Regions from separate parts of the Danio rerio genome. Here regions 2 and 3 are each linked to region 1. The links are chromatin contacts, called in public HiChIP or PLAC-seq maps. All regions are on one chromosome and are shown on one strand. Each heading gives the region's core, a stretch centred on a gene start, on an enhancer-like site or on the middle of the called end of the contact. The rest is flanking DNA. Distances are from core to core; before and after follow the strand shown.

The links. HiChIP or PLAC-seq counts read pairs in DNA pulled down with a chosen protein or histone mark.
Region 2: a contact with region 1 is called in an H3K4me3 HiChIP or PLAC-seq map of gastrula embryo, with 3 times the contacts expected there. The contact joins the promoter of ebpl here to the promoter of dleu7 in region 1. A contact is called at or near these places in 3 of 18 Hi-C or Micro-C datasets (caudal fin, hematopoietic stem cells and an unstated tissue) and 3 of 4 datasets of contacts at active chromatin or transcription factors (caudal fin, embryo and gastrula embryo).
Region 3: an H3K4me3 HiChIP or PLAC-seq map of gastrula embryo shows a contact between it and region 1, with 4 times the contacts expected there. The contact joins the promoter of cdadc1 here to the promoter of dleu7 in region 1. A contact is called at or near these places in 3 of 18 Hi-C or Micro-C datasets (caudal fin, embryo and an unstated tissue) and 3 of 4 datasets of contacts at active chromatin or transcription factors (caudal fin, embryo and gastrula embryo).

Annotation. Positions count from the first base shown.
Region 1 is chr1:50,137,712-50,141,646 of GRCz12tu, forward strand. dleu7 (deleted in lymphocytic leukemia 7) reads right to left here and starts at 2,193. Exons shown (of 2, transcript NM_001278811.1): 1 at 1,795-2,193; 2 at 506-1,002. The coding sequence starts at 2,094. The coding sequence ends at 796. It overlaps LOC141386338 (a long non-coding RNA gene), which reads left to right. Exons shown (of 3, transcript XR_012408156.1): 2 at 373-506; 3 at 889-1,027.
Region 2 is chr1:49,969,353-49,973,465 of GRCz12tu, forward strand. It overlaps ebpl (EBP like), which reads right to left and starts at 1,786. Exons shown (of 4, transcript NM_001005397.1): 1 at 1,568-1,786; 2 at 1,426-1,495. The coding sequence starts at 1,759.
Region 3 is chr1:49,938,019-49,942,141 of GRCz12tu, forward strand. cdadc1 (cytidine and dCMP deaminase domain containing 1) reads right to left here and starts at 2,030. Exons shown (of 7, transcript NM_001007448.1): 1 at 1,867-2,030. The coding sequence starts at 1,987.

The sequences.
Region 1 (3,935 bases), core at 943-3,442:
CAACACTTTTTGGGAATTTCCTCATTCATTTACATCACACCAAAAAAAGTTTGTAGTGGAGCACAAGACCATTTATATTACATAAACGCTGGTTTTGTGCACCATCTAGTGACAAAAGTTGATTCTACACAGCTTTTACAGACAGTTCAAATTTGAACAAACAGCAAAAATAGTATTGATTTTGCAATCCTCAAACCTGGAATTCATAATCAGATCTTCAGAACTGCTTGGGTGGTTGTAACACTGAAAATGGTTTTTATTTTTAACATAATTACACAGTGATGCCATAATCAATTCAACATTAGAACACACAAATTGCACTTTTACCCAACACACCCCTGCTCCACCAAACACACTCCTTTTGTTTATCAGGTGACAACGGCAGCCACACCAGACCCATCCTGAGGTGTGACAGCCATCATCCCACCCGTGGAGTTAAAAGTGGATTCAGCAGCATCAGACCTGTTTTACCTGTACAGTCAGCCGAACACAAACTCATGATACTGGTATGTGCGAAGAGAATGTTGTTCTGCCATTCTTATGCATGCATGAGTACTGACTAATGCATACGATAAACAATACAGCTTAAAGCTGAGCATATACATGATTGCTCTGCAAAACACTTTTTTTGTGAGGTTCCACGCCTTCATTTGTAATCTGAAACATCATGCTAATGTTACATTCACTGATGATTCACAGATAGTTCATGGCTTGTTTGTTTCTTAAGAAAAGTAAATGTCTCCTTATTTTTCTGAGGTAGTTCCTTAGAAATCACACAGTGAAATCTGCAGATTTTCAGATTTCAGGGAAGGAGTTTGAAAGCTCTCTTAGTCTGTGAGTGGACACGGTAGATGACAGGTTGTTTTCATCTCTCACATGTGCAAGCAGGCTAATGACGATAAGTCGAAGACAGTCTCGAAGTTCCCTCAAGTCTCTGTCCGAGCGAGAACCACCTTCCGCAACAGCCATTCTCAAGCATATGTTCTTCAGATCAACACTGTCCTGAAAGAGAGAAAGGGGGAAATAGGTATAATTTAAAAACAGCCTATAAATATAATCACAAAGCGATATTTGTCGACACTTGACTGAAATGTTATTATAAACTTAAAAACATCAAGTAAACCAAAAGACATCCAAAAGTACTCTGCATTTCTTCGACAAAAACAGATTGTGTTGGGGTCTACAATGTTCCTCACGCGGTTATTATGTGAATAACATTGACACCAGTTTAATTCAATTTAATTCATTGACATACAAACATACAAAATAATCTCTTTTTTAATGATCAAGCACATGTACGTATTTGAAAGATACATTACTTGTAATCTGATAGTAGCATCTAGTTACAAGTAATTTAAAAGTAATCCAGAAGTACTCAGAATACATTTCATGGAAATAAATCGAACAGATTACTCCAGTAGGCTACAGATGTATTTTTTAAATAATAATACAGATATATTATACATATTAATGTATCATATACACTCATTTATCGATTTTAATTGTCGAATTAATCTGGTCATTGAAAGAAAGGGCCAACACGCACGTGGAAACTCCTACTGTTTAAAAAGCATCCCTGGATGCACCTGCAAAGCTCCAATATAGACAAAAGAGGTCTTCTTTATCTTCCACGACCTTATTTGTATCGTTGTATTGCTTTCAATCACAATAAAATAAAGTCCTTGTCAATCCAGCATATGTAACAAGAGGTATCGTTTAACAAGCGAGTCGTCATAGCACACATTACACTAAATACTGCAGCAGAAAGAGTCGATAAACACCAAATCGTCTCACCTTACGCTTGAGCAAACTCTTCCCGTAAGAGCCGTCTTTAATGAAGTCTTCTTCGATGGATATGAGCTGTGTCAGTATCTCGAGCAGTCGCGAAAGGCAGTTTTCCCGTGCTCTCTCCGCGATCGTCTTCAGCCTGCGGGGCTCCTTCATCACATCGCCCGGGCGAGCGGCCACTTTACCGGCCGCCAAAGCACCCGGACACCGGCCCTCTCCCTCTCTATTACTGCCCGTCCCGTGATCTCGCAGTTCATTTAGGATGTTTAAAGCATCGATCTGATGTGTTAGAGAGCAGAGCCCCATGTCTGTTACCTGGTCGAGGACGGACTGACCTGCAGTCTTGAGCACAGGCGCAGTTCTCAGATGATAGGCAGATGCGAGGCACAGTTGGTGTAAACAACAACGTGACAAATGACCGTCTTTAAGTGTTTTCTGCTTGGACAGACGGTTTGTGTAACGACTTCCCCATTGTTTGTGTTCGGACTAGATGAACACTTGCTTGCACATGCAAATGTGACTTGATAGTCCTGCCTTCTTCATCCAATGCATACAGAGATCGGTTAACTGGGGGTGGGGGGAGTTATAACTGCAGTATATGTGCGTTATAAAGTTTCATTTACCTCATAGATGTGGTTATTTAGGTACAAAGTGTATATTACTTCCCAGTATTGGGTTACAGCAGAAAGGGCATCCGCTGTGTAAAACATATGATGGATAAGCTGGCGGTTCATTCCGCTGTGTTGCGACCTCTGATAAATAAAGGCACTAAGCTGAAGGAAAATGAATGAATGAAAGTCTATATTATTTTACTTACCTTAACCCAATCCTCATAGACAACTGGTTCGTGAAAAAAACATCAGCACCTGTATACCGATTCAAAACGTTACTTGTACTTAGTAAATAGATTAAGTAATCTAAAAGTAATCCACCATTATTCAGAAAACATTTTCTCAAAAGAAAAATCGAACAGTTTAATTACTTGTAACACATATTTTTTTTATACTTTAACATCTATAGCCAATCCTAGTTCTATTTTAGAAAGATCTATCGACACATTTAAAAAAAAAAACAAATAAGTAATCTAACTATAAGTAATCTAAATGTAATGCACCAGAATTTGTTTCCTGAAAAGAAAAAAAAGAAAAAATAAATCGAACAAATTAAAATACCAAATACACATTATATTACATAATTTTACCTTAATCCATACTCTAACTCCAATTCCTCACAGAAAATTTTACAAAATGTTCAATTATAAAAATAGCTAAAAATTATGACAATTGTATAATATAAACTATAATAAATTAGCTCACTGCAAAAAAATGTTTTTAGGTTATTGTAACTTATTTAAATAAGTTTATCATGTTTTAACTTAATTTTATAAGTTACGCAAGTCCGTTTACCATAATATAAGTTCAGTGAACTCATAAGGTAAATTTTATTCAGCTTAAAAATTTAAGGCAACCAGGATTTTTTTTACAGGTGTATGATTTAAATAAAATAAAAACAGTATAATTTTAAACCGTTTGATTTGTGATGATATATTAAATGTCCTCAAAGCACGTCATTCACATTTAATACTCATGTATCTTAACATGTGTCCTTTTTAACTACTCTATCTGGATTATGGATTACATTATATATCGTATTACAAATGGATTACAATTTAAATACTTAATTTAAAATTTAAGTTAAATTGGTGGTAAAAAAATGTAACCAGCTTATACCTTATACCTTTTGCAGGTTGGTATAGAGGTTTTAGGTCCTTCTACATCATGAGACCAAACTCATTAACAGCCAAACAACAGCATTAAATCCAGCCTTGATCAGTTGGCTGTTATTTTTTGTAACATATAAAACAACCAAAAGAAGAAGAAAAACAGCTTAGCGTGACAGGGTGAAACCAATTTCACAATGAGATCACACTGATATTTTAAACCCAGTGCTCACGTTGCAACATAAAATCTGATCAAATCTGATATATTTTAGCTGAAATGAAAGTTCCAAGACAGCAATGCCATTGCATTAACTCGTGTCAAAAGTGAACACACAATTACTACTTTTAGATTTGAAGAGTCATCGAATTTAACACCAAAAATTATTATTCTACCCAGAAATATTTTTTATCTTATTTTAGTCATTCA
Region 2 (4,113 bases), core at 536-3,035, 170 kb before region 1:
GTTACCATATATGTTGTTTTGCCCGTGTTTTACCCAATAATAGTAAAATATTATTTTTGTTCTTCAAAACTAGTGAAAATCAATATAATAACAATAATATATTTTCTTTAACAGTAGCCAAAATTACTGCCGTATACTTTATTTTGAATACTCTCAGGAAACTATGTAATTTTTATAACAGTAAAATGTTTATTTTAAATTGTGTTGCTTTTCAGAAAAAAAAATATATTTTCCAGAATTTAAATAAATGTTCTTTCTTTATTCATGGGCTTGCTCAACATGTGATGGTTCATATTTGTTTATTTTTTGAGTTGTGCACGAACATAAATAAAGGTTTTGTTTAAACCCGTTTTATTTATAGTAGTCGTATTTTATTGGGGTGCATATATGCGTATATACAGTTAAAGTCAGAATTATTAGCCCCCCTTTGAATTTTTTTTCTTTTTTAATATTTCCCAAATGATGTTTAACAGAGCAAGGGAATTTTGACAGTATGTCTGATAATATTTTCCTCTGGAGAAAGTCTTATTTGTTTTATTTCGACAACAATAAAAGCAGCTTTTAATTTATTAAACACCATTTTAAGGACAAAATTATTAGCCCCTTTGAGCGAATTTTTTTCATTATTCTACAGAACAAACCATCGTTATACAATAACTTGCCTAATTAACCTAACCTGCCTAGTTAACATAATTTACCAAGTTAAGCCTTTAAATGTCACTTTAAGCTGTATAGAAGTGTCTTAAAAATATCTAGTCTAATATTATTTACTGTCATTATAACAAAGATAAAATAAATCAGTTATTAGAAATGAGTTATTAAAACTATTATGTTCAGAAATGTGCTGAAACAATCTTCCCTCCATTAAACAGAAATTGGGGAAAAAATAAACAGGGGCGCTAAAAATTGAAGGGGGCTAATAATTCTTACTTCAACTGTACACCCCTGTGGCTCTTTTTAAAAATGCATTTGCCAAAAATATTAGAAATGGCTCTATGCTGAAAAAAGGTTATTCACCCCTGGGTTAAAATTTCCAAAATGAATGAATTATTAGTGATTATCACCACCAGGGCTGATCCTGGTTTGGTAGTCTGTCAGTAAACTTAGACAAACATACTAATTATGGCGGGTTTCCCTTATTTATTTCACACATTTTTGTCCTCTACGGACCAATGTGCCACTTGTTTAGAGTGACACTCAAAGATAAATGCTTAACAACGTTAAAAAAAAACTAGCAATTACATTTTTATTACAAATAACAGAAACTGATCAGTGAATGAACGGACTTTGAACACTTCATTATACCAACAAACACCACTAGATGTCGCCCTCTACTAATTTCACATCAAGATTTTCTCCATGACCAAATAAATCAATAAAACTGTAGATGTAATTAATATTGTAGTGTTGTATCAGAATACTCACATAACTCTGCCAGCAGGTTGTCTGAGGACGCCACATTTCCAACAAGCGACATGTAGACGAATGGTCCTTCCTGCACAGTCAAGGTGAACAGGTAAGTGACAGTCAGATAAACAACATTTCTAGCATGCACTTGTGTACCTACCAGAGTAAAATGAACTATTGCGTCGTAAAATAACCACACGAGGACCCACCGGTCAACCGCTGAACATTTATGGCCCCATTTTTGAGCGAAGGCAAAGCCGACAGCAAACTGAGCCACACAGGCGAGCAGAGAATAAACAGTTACTTTAGTGAAGAGTGCAGGTTCATCATGCTGTTGGTCGAATTCTGCCATTCTGTCTAGTGAAAGCACTTTTTTAATAACAGTTCCCTCTCTAGCTGAATCTGAAGGGTTGAATAATGACGTCCACAGGCCCCGCCCATTGTGCTGCCATTGGTTCGCGATGGACTCTCTCCACTTCATTCCATCCACGTCAGAGAGCAGAGTGCGTTTTGGCGCCAATAGGCCATGTCATATTCAAACAAGTTCTCTTTACATTTTTCATTCGACATTTAATCACAAAAAATACAAGTAGGCATTAAAATTTACCTGCTAAACACGCATATTTCATTTAAAGCAAGTTCCAGCAAAATGTCTCACAAATTAATACTTTTCATCTCAAATTGTATTTTTCTTGAGACAGAAATCTGAGAAGGTTGAACTTTTTCCTCTTTCATCAGTGATCTCAAACTCAATTCCTGGAGAGCCGCAGCTCTGCACGGTTTAGCTCCAACTCACACCTGCTTAATAGCTACTAGACTTATTAGCCTTGATTAGTTGTATCAGTTGATTAGGGATGAAGCAAAACTGCGCAGAGCTACATGTATAGCTAAAATTTGTATTAAAATCTGTTTTATTTATGTTTTAGAATATATATTTATAATGTTTTTAAGCATAGTGTATATTTTGAAAAGGGGAAAAACAGTAAACCGTTGTATGAATGCTGTAATATTTAAATAATTTCCTATTAAAAACGCGTGAAGGTCATGTGACCATCAGGAAGAAGAACAGCATCTCAATTCTCTGAGGATTCTCAGTTCTCGTGGTCTCCTGAGTTCGTTCTTCCGAGGTGACCTGGCAAGACCGGTCTTCACAACAACAGTTCTCTGTGTTTTTAGGAATTGAGAAACAGTCCTTGATTAGTTGGATTAGCTCTGTTTGATTAGGGTTGGAGCAAAACTGTGCAGAGCTGTGGCCCTCCAGGAATCGAGTTTGAGACCTATGTTCTACTTATTAGTTTTGGTGGTGTTTGATCAGGGTTGGAGCTAAACTCTGCAGGAAGGTAGATCTTTAGGAACTCAAAATTGTGACCGCCTTGTACTTTAGATGATTTTCTTACATTTGAGGTGGGAAAATTGAATGAAAGACTATGTTTTTATATAATCATGAGATGTACAAACTTAAATTTCTGGGTCAGAACTGTGGGAAAACTAAACTGAAAAATCTGAATTTTGGTTTTCTCAGAATTCTTGCAATTCAGTCTTTTCCCCTCAGAACTGCAAGTTCAGACTTTAATTTCTGCAATTCTGAATTTGATCTCAGCTCTAAATTAGCTAGCATAAATATGTAAATTAGCATACAATAGCATAAATACATAATTATGAGTTTATAACTCATTAAGTGAATTTAAAATGGCAATTACCTTTTTCATTTTCTTTCAGCTTAATCCCTTATTTATTAGGGGGTCGCCACAGTGTGATGAACCACAAACTATTCCAGCATGTGTTTTACGCAGCAGATCACCTTCCAGCCACAACCCAGTACTGGAAAAAAATTCACACACACACACTCCCATACACTACGGCCAATTTTGCATTCCCAATTCACTTATAGTGCATGTCTAGACTGGGGGGAAATCTGAGCAACCACGCTAACACGGGGAAAACATGCAAACTCCACACAGAAATGCCAATTGGCCCATCCAGGACTCGAACCAGCAACCCTTCTTTACAAATTTTGTTAAACAGTTGATTCCAATGTTTAAAGTTTGTGTGAACCGGAAGTTACAAAGGCTTTTATATCAGTATGTTGATGTACTTCCAACCAAAACCGAATATTGACTAGGAGGCGGGGCTTTCTTTATGCACATCATTCCCTTGTAGCAAAATTCTAAAAGGGGGCGTGGTCAGGAATATTGTGGCCAAAGCTGTCAAACTGACATCTGAAAACAACCGCCACTCCAAACACCGAAGCAAATGTTCAGACTTTGATTGAAGATTAACAAACTTGTTTTTAGTGGATTAATTTCAATGGAGCATCTGGAGAATAACAATAGCTGTGCTTCCATGTGAAGATGCAAATTAAATTTATGCACAAAACTGGAATATCGCATAAAAGACGTGCCAATAAAGCAGCGTTTCCAACCAACGAGCCAAAGTGAACAAAATCATCACTTCCTGAATAACTGGCGCTAAATATCAAAGGTAAAAACTTAATTTACTGTGGTAGAAGAATCTGCGTGAATCTTTTCTTTATTTAAAAAACGACTTCAGAAGACAATGCAGACATGCAACGAACAAATGGTGGCGTTTGAAGGTGTGAGACGTGGAGCTCAGACCCTCTTAATTCTGGAGATCATTAATAATATAATAACACTAATACTGAAGCGGTTAAGGCGTTTTAGAATGACCAAAACAACATTTCAGGTG
Region 3 (4,123 bases), core at 780-3,279, 200 kb before region 1:
GTTGTGTGAGAGAGATGTGGAATATAATAAAGAGTCAGTGAAAATCAGAAGATATACAAATAATCAGAAAACATTTTTTATTCAGTCCAATAATAATATTAATAATAATAATAATAATAATAATAGACCCTTTAGCAAGAACGCCAAATTTGCATAAATCAAATGGCATAAATAATATGATATCAGCCAATATTATTTCAAACAACTAATATTTTATCTGTACTATGTTTAAGTGTCTATAGGCAGAATGGTTTCATGTTTAATTTCCTTTATTTGACACAATGAGCACATTGTTACAACACTAGTACACCAAAATTAAAATCATATCGATTATAAATGCTTTATTATTATCCCTGTCATCATTATGACATTATATTTAAGCAATGACTGAAAATCTGAATTAAGAATAAGGTTTCATTAGTTCATGTTAGTTAATGTATTTCCTAACATGAACAATACAGTAACAATAAATTCATTCATTAATAGTTCTCACCATGTATTAATGGCAACAAGCACACTTTGCTTTTTAATAATGCATTAATAACTATGACTAAAAACTATGATTAAAATGCAGCACAAGTGTTGCTCATTTGTTAATTTGCGTACATTAAATAACATTAGCCTACCTAAAAAAAAACCTTATTGTAAAGTACTTTATTAGGTACACCTGTCCAACTGCTCGTCAATGCAAACTTCAAATCAGCCGATCACATGGCAGCAACTCAATGCATTTAGGTATGTAGACAAGGTCAAGACGAACTGCTGCAGTTCAAACAGAGCATCAGAATGGGGAAGAAAGGAGATTAAAGTGACTTTGAACGTGGCATGGTTGTTGGTGCCAGACAGGCTGGTCTGAGTATTTCAGAAACTGCTAATCTACTAGTATTTTTATGCACAATCATCTCTAGGGTTTACAGAGAATGGTCAGAAGAAGAGAAAATATCCAGTGAGCGGCAGTTCTGAGGGTGCAAATGCCTTGTTGATGCCAGAGGTCAGAGAAGAATGGCCAGACTGGTTCCAGCTGATAGAAAGGCAACAGTAACTCAAATAACCATTCGTTACAACCGAGGTATGCAGAAGAGCATCTCTGAATGCACAACATCCAACCTTGGGGCGGATGGGCTACAGCACCAGATGCCACTCCTGTCAGCTAAGAACAGAAAACTAAGGCTACAATCTATCTTCTGATGGCTACTTCCAGCAGGATAAGGCGCCACGTCATAAAGCATGAAACATCTCAAGACTGGTCTCAGGATCATTTCTCTGGTTTCTTATTTCATGAAAACGAGTTCACTGTACTCAAATGGCCACCGCAGTCACCAGATCTGAATCCAATTGAGCACGTTTGGGATGTGGTGAACTGGGAGATTCACATCATGGATGTGCAGCTGACAAATCTGCAGCAACTGTGATGCTATCATGTCTATATGCACCAAAATCTCAGGAATATTTTCAGTACCTTGTTGAATCTACCCAACGAAGGATTGGGGCAGTTCTAAGGGCAAAAGGGGGTCCAACCTGTTACTAGTAAGGTGTACCTAATAAAGTGGCCAGTGAGTGTACACACATAAATACAATATACATAAAATCAGTGCCTATTTTTATTAACCTTGCAAGTTTTTTTATTGTGTAAAAAGCAAAAAAATAATAATAATAATTATACGACGGTCTTTATAAGAAAACTGCTTGAACGGAATCAGACCCACACTTCGTGTTATAAGAGCATTTACAGTATCGAATTAGTCTTGAAATTAAGTTCAAATTAAATTTCCTGGTTGAAAACACAACTTGTTATTGGAGTTATATCCTCTGGGGTCCGGACACTATAAGAACACACACATACTGACAGGCTAACGTTAATCTAACCTTGTACTTTGGCATCGGTCTGTACTCCGGTTTCCCGGACATTGCGGGCGTCGTCGCCGTTCGGAATCGATCTGTTCCCGTCGGACTCCCGGTGAGACCTCCAGCTGTTTGATTCCGCCATTCAAACACGATCAACATTGACCTGTCATTGACTAAACAGACACAACAACAACAGCCAGTCCACCTTCATGCTGTCCTCTTCCTATTTGCGCTGACGTCACGAGTGGGCGGGGTCTTTCCGAAAGGATCTCCTGTTCTGATCTGGTTCCGATTCCTCAGAAATGTGATTGCCTTCCAGAATATTTAGAAAGACTCAAACACCACACCACGAGTTTATCACTTCAAAGACATGTATAGTGAGCTTAACTGCAGCTTTAATTTTCTGCAAGAAAAAACTATTTATAATTCAACCCAAAGACATGATACCATTTATTTACCCTTTGTTTTAAACCTTTTTTCAGCTCTGTTAAACATAAAAGATGTTGTGAAGAAAGCTGGAACTACTGACTTCCATAAGATTTGTATTCATACTGAAAGCCAAAGTTAATTGGCTTTTTTCAAAATATCTTATTTTGCGTTTAAATAATAATTAAAAAACAACTCATAAAATACAGGAACCACTTGAGAGAGAGTAAATCTTGAACTGAGCAAAACGGCGGTATTTTCCCCGCCATATTCACTAATTGGTCACAGGACAACCGAGAGCAATGACTCCATACTATTAAAAATATTTGTTTTCACTTTAAACACATGCTAACAAGTATGATTAAAACAGCTAAACACGTTCATTAGATAGGTGACTCTATGACATTTTGTCCACTTAATCAAATTATGCAATGAATATTAATCATTTTTCATATACACACACCATAATCAATGATTTAGAAATTCCAAAATGTTTCCTCATTTAACGAGACCAAAACCTTTGTATTACTTACTTTTAAGAACTGTAATTAGTAATTATGAGCTTTAATGATTAACAAAATAATTGTTAGAAACAAACTGGCTATGTAAGAACTCTTTTGGGAAATAATGGCTTTTAACAGTGTTTTTTTCAATGTGTCACAGAACTTTAAAAATGAGACGTGAAGGGAGTGTATGATGTCCAGTGCTACAGTCCAAAGTAACTTTTGAAAGTAATGCATTACAATATTCAGTTACACCCAAAAAAAGTAACTTGTTGAGTTGCTTAGTTAGTTTTTTATTGAAAATATTGCATTATGTTACTTTTGAGTTAGTTTTGCATTACTTTTTCTTACCTGGATGAGGCTTGATCTCTTTTAGAACTTGCAGGGTTTTTATTTTTTCTTTGTTTTTAATAGAGAAAACTCTGCAATTAACAACACTGTACAACCGTCATTTACCTATAAAAAATTAAATAAAAATAAAAACAGATCTCGGAGAACTTCCTGGGCTGAGGACTGTACATGCTGTATGATTAATGCAATGTTAAAGCGAAGGTGTTTGCTACCTTTGTAGTTTTTGTCTTATTATAGTGAAGTAAAATCACTGTTCATCGAGACAGTCCTCTTTTCCTTTTCTTTGATGCGTTTAAAATGAAGAGAATACTTCCATAGCAAAAATGTAAAGCTCTGATTCTTCCATCCATTCCATATCTATATACATCTATATCTATATATCTATATATCTATATCTATATATATCTATATCTATATATATATATATATAGGCGTTTCATCACTGCCTACATATGTATAATGAATTTTAAAGTCATTTACCCATTTTCCTGCCCTAAACCCCAAAAATCGAGCCAAAATATTCTTTTTTCAGTTTTTATGAACAAAAGAAGAACCAAAAAACAGCTATTTTTTTAATTTTCAGTTTTTTGTTTGAAAATGGACGGCAGAGATGCCCTGATGGCTCTACCATTCTTGGTTTCTGTCTGTTCGTATTGACTGTGATTCAACGTGACTATGCTAATTTTAATTCGTAAATTTAGTTTTAAAAAGCTAATTAAAATAAAAAGTTACTTGAATGACACTTTTTAAAAAGTAACTGAAATATTGTTCAAGTATTTCAAGCAATGTGCGTGACTTGTAAAGCCTTACCCCAACACTGATGATGACTATAGTCAGGACTCTTAAAACAGTCTCTCATCCATTCCGAAACATGAAATCAGTGCTTATGGTAAATAAAAATAAATAAATATCACTATACCGCTATACTCACTAATTGGTCTCAAGACAACCCAGAGCAATGACTCTATACTATTAAAAATACTTGTTTTCTCTTTAAA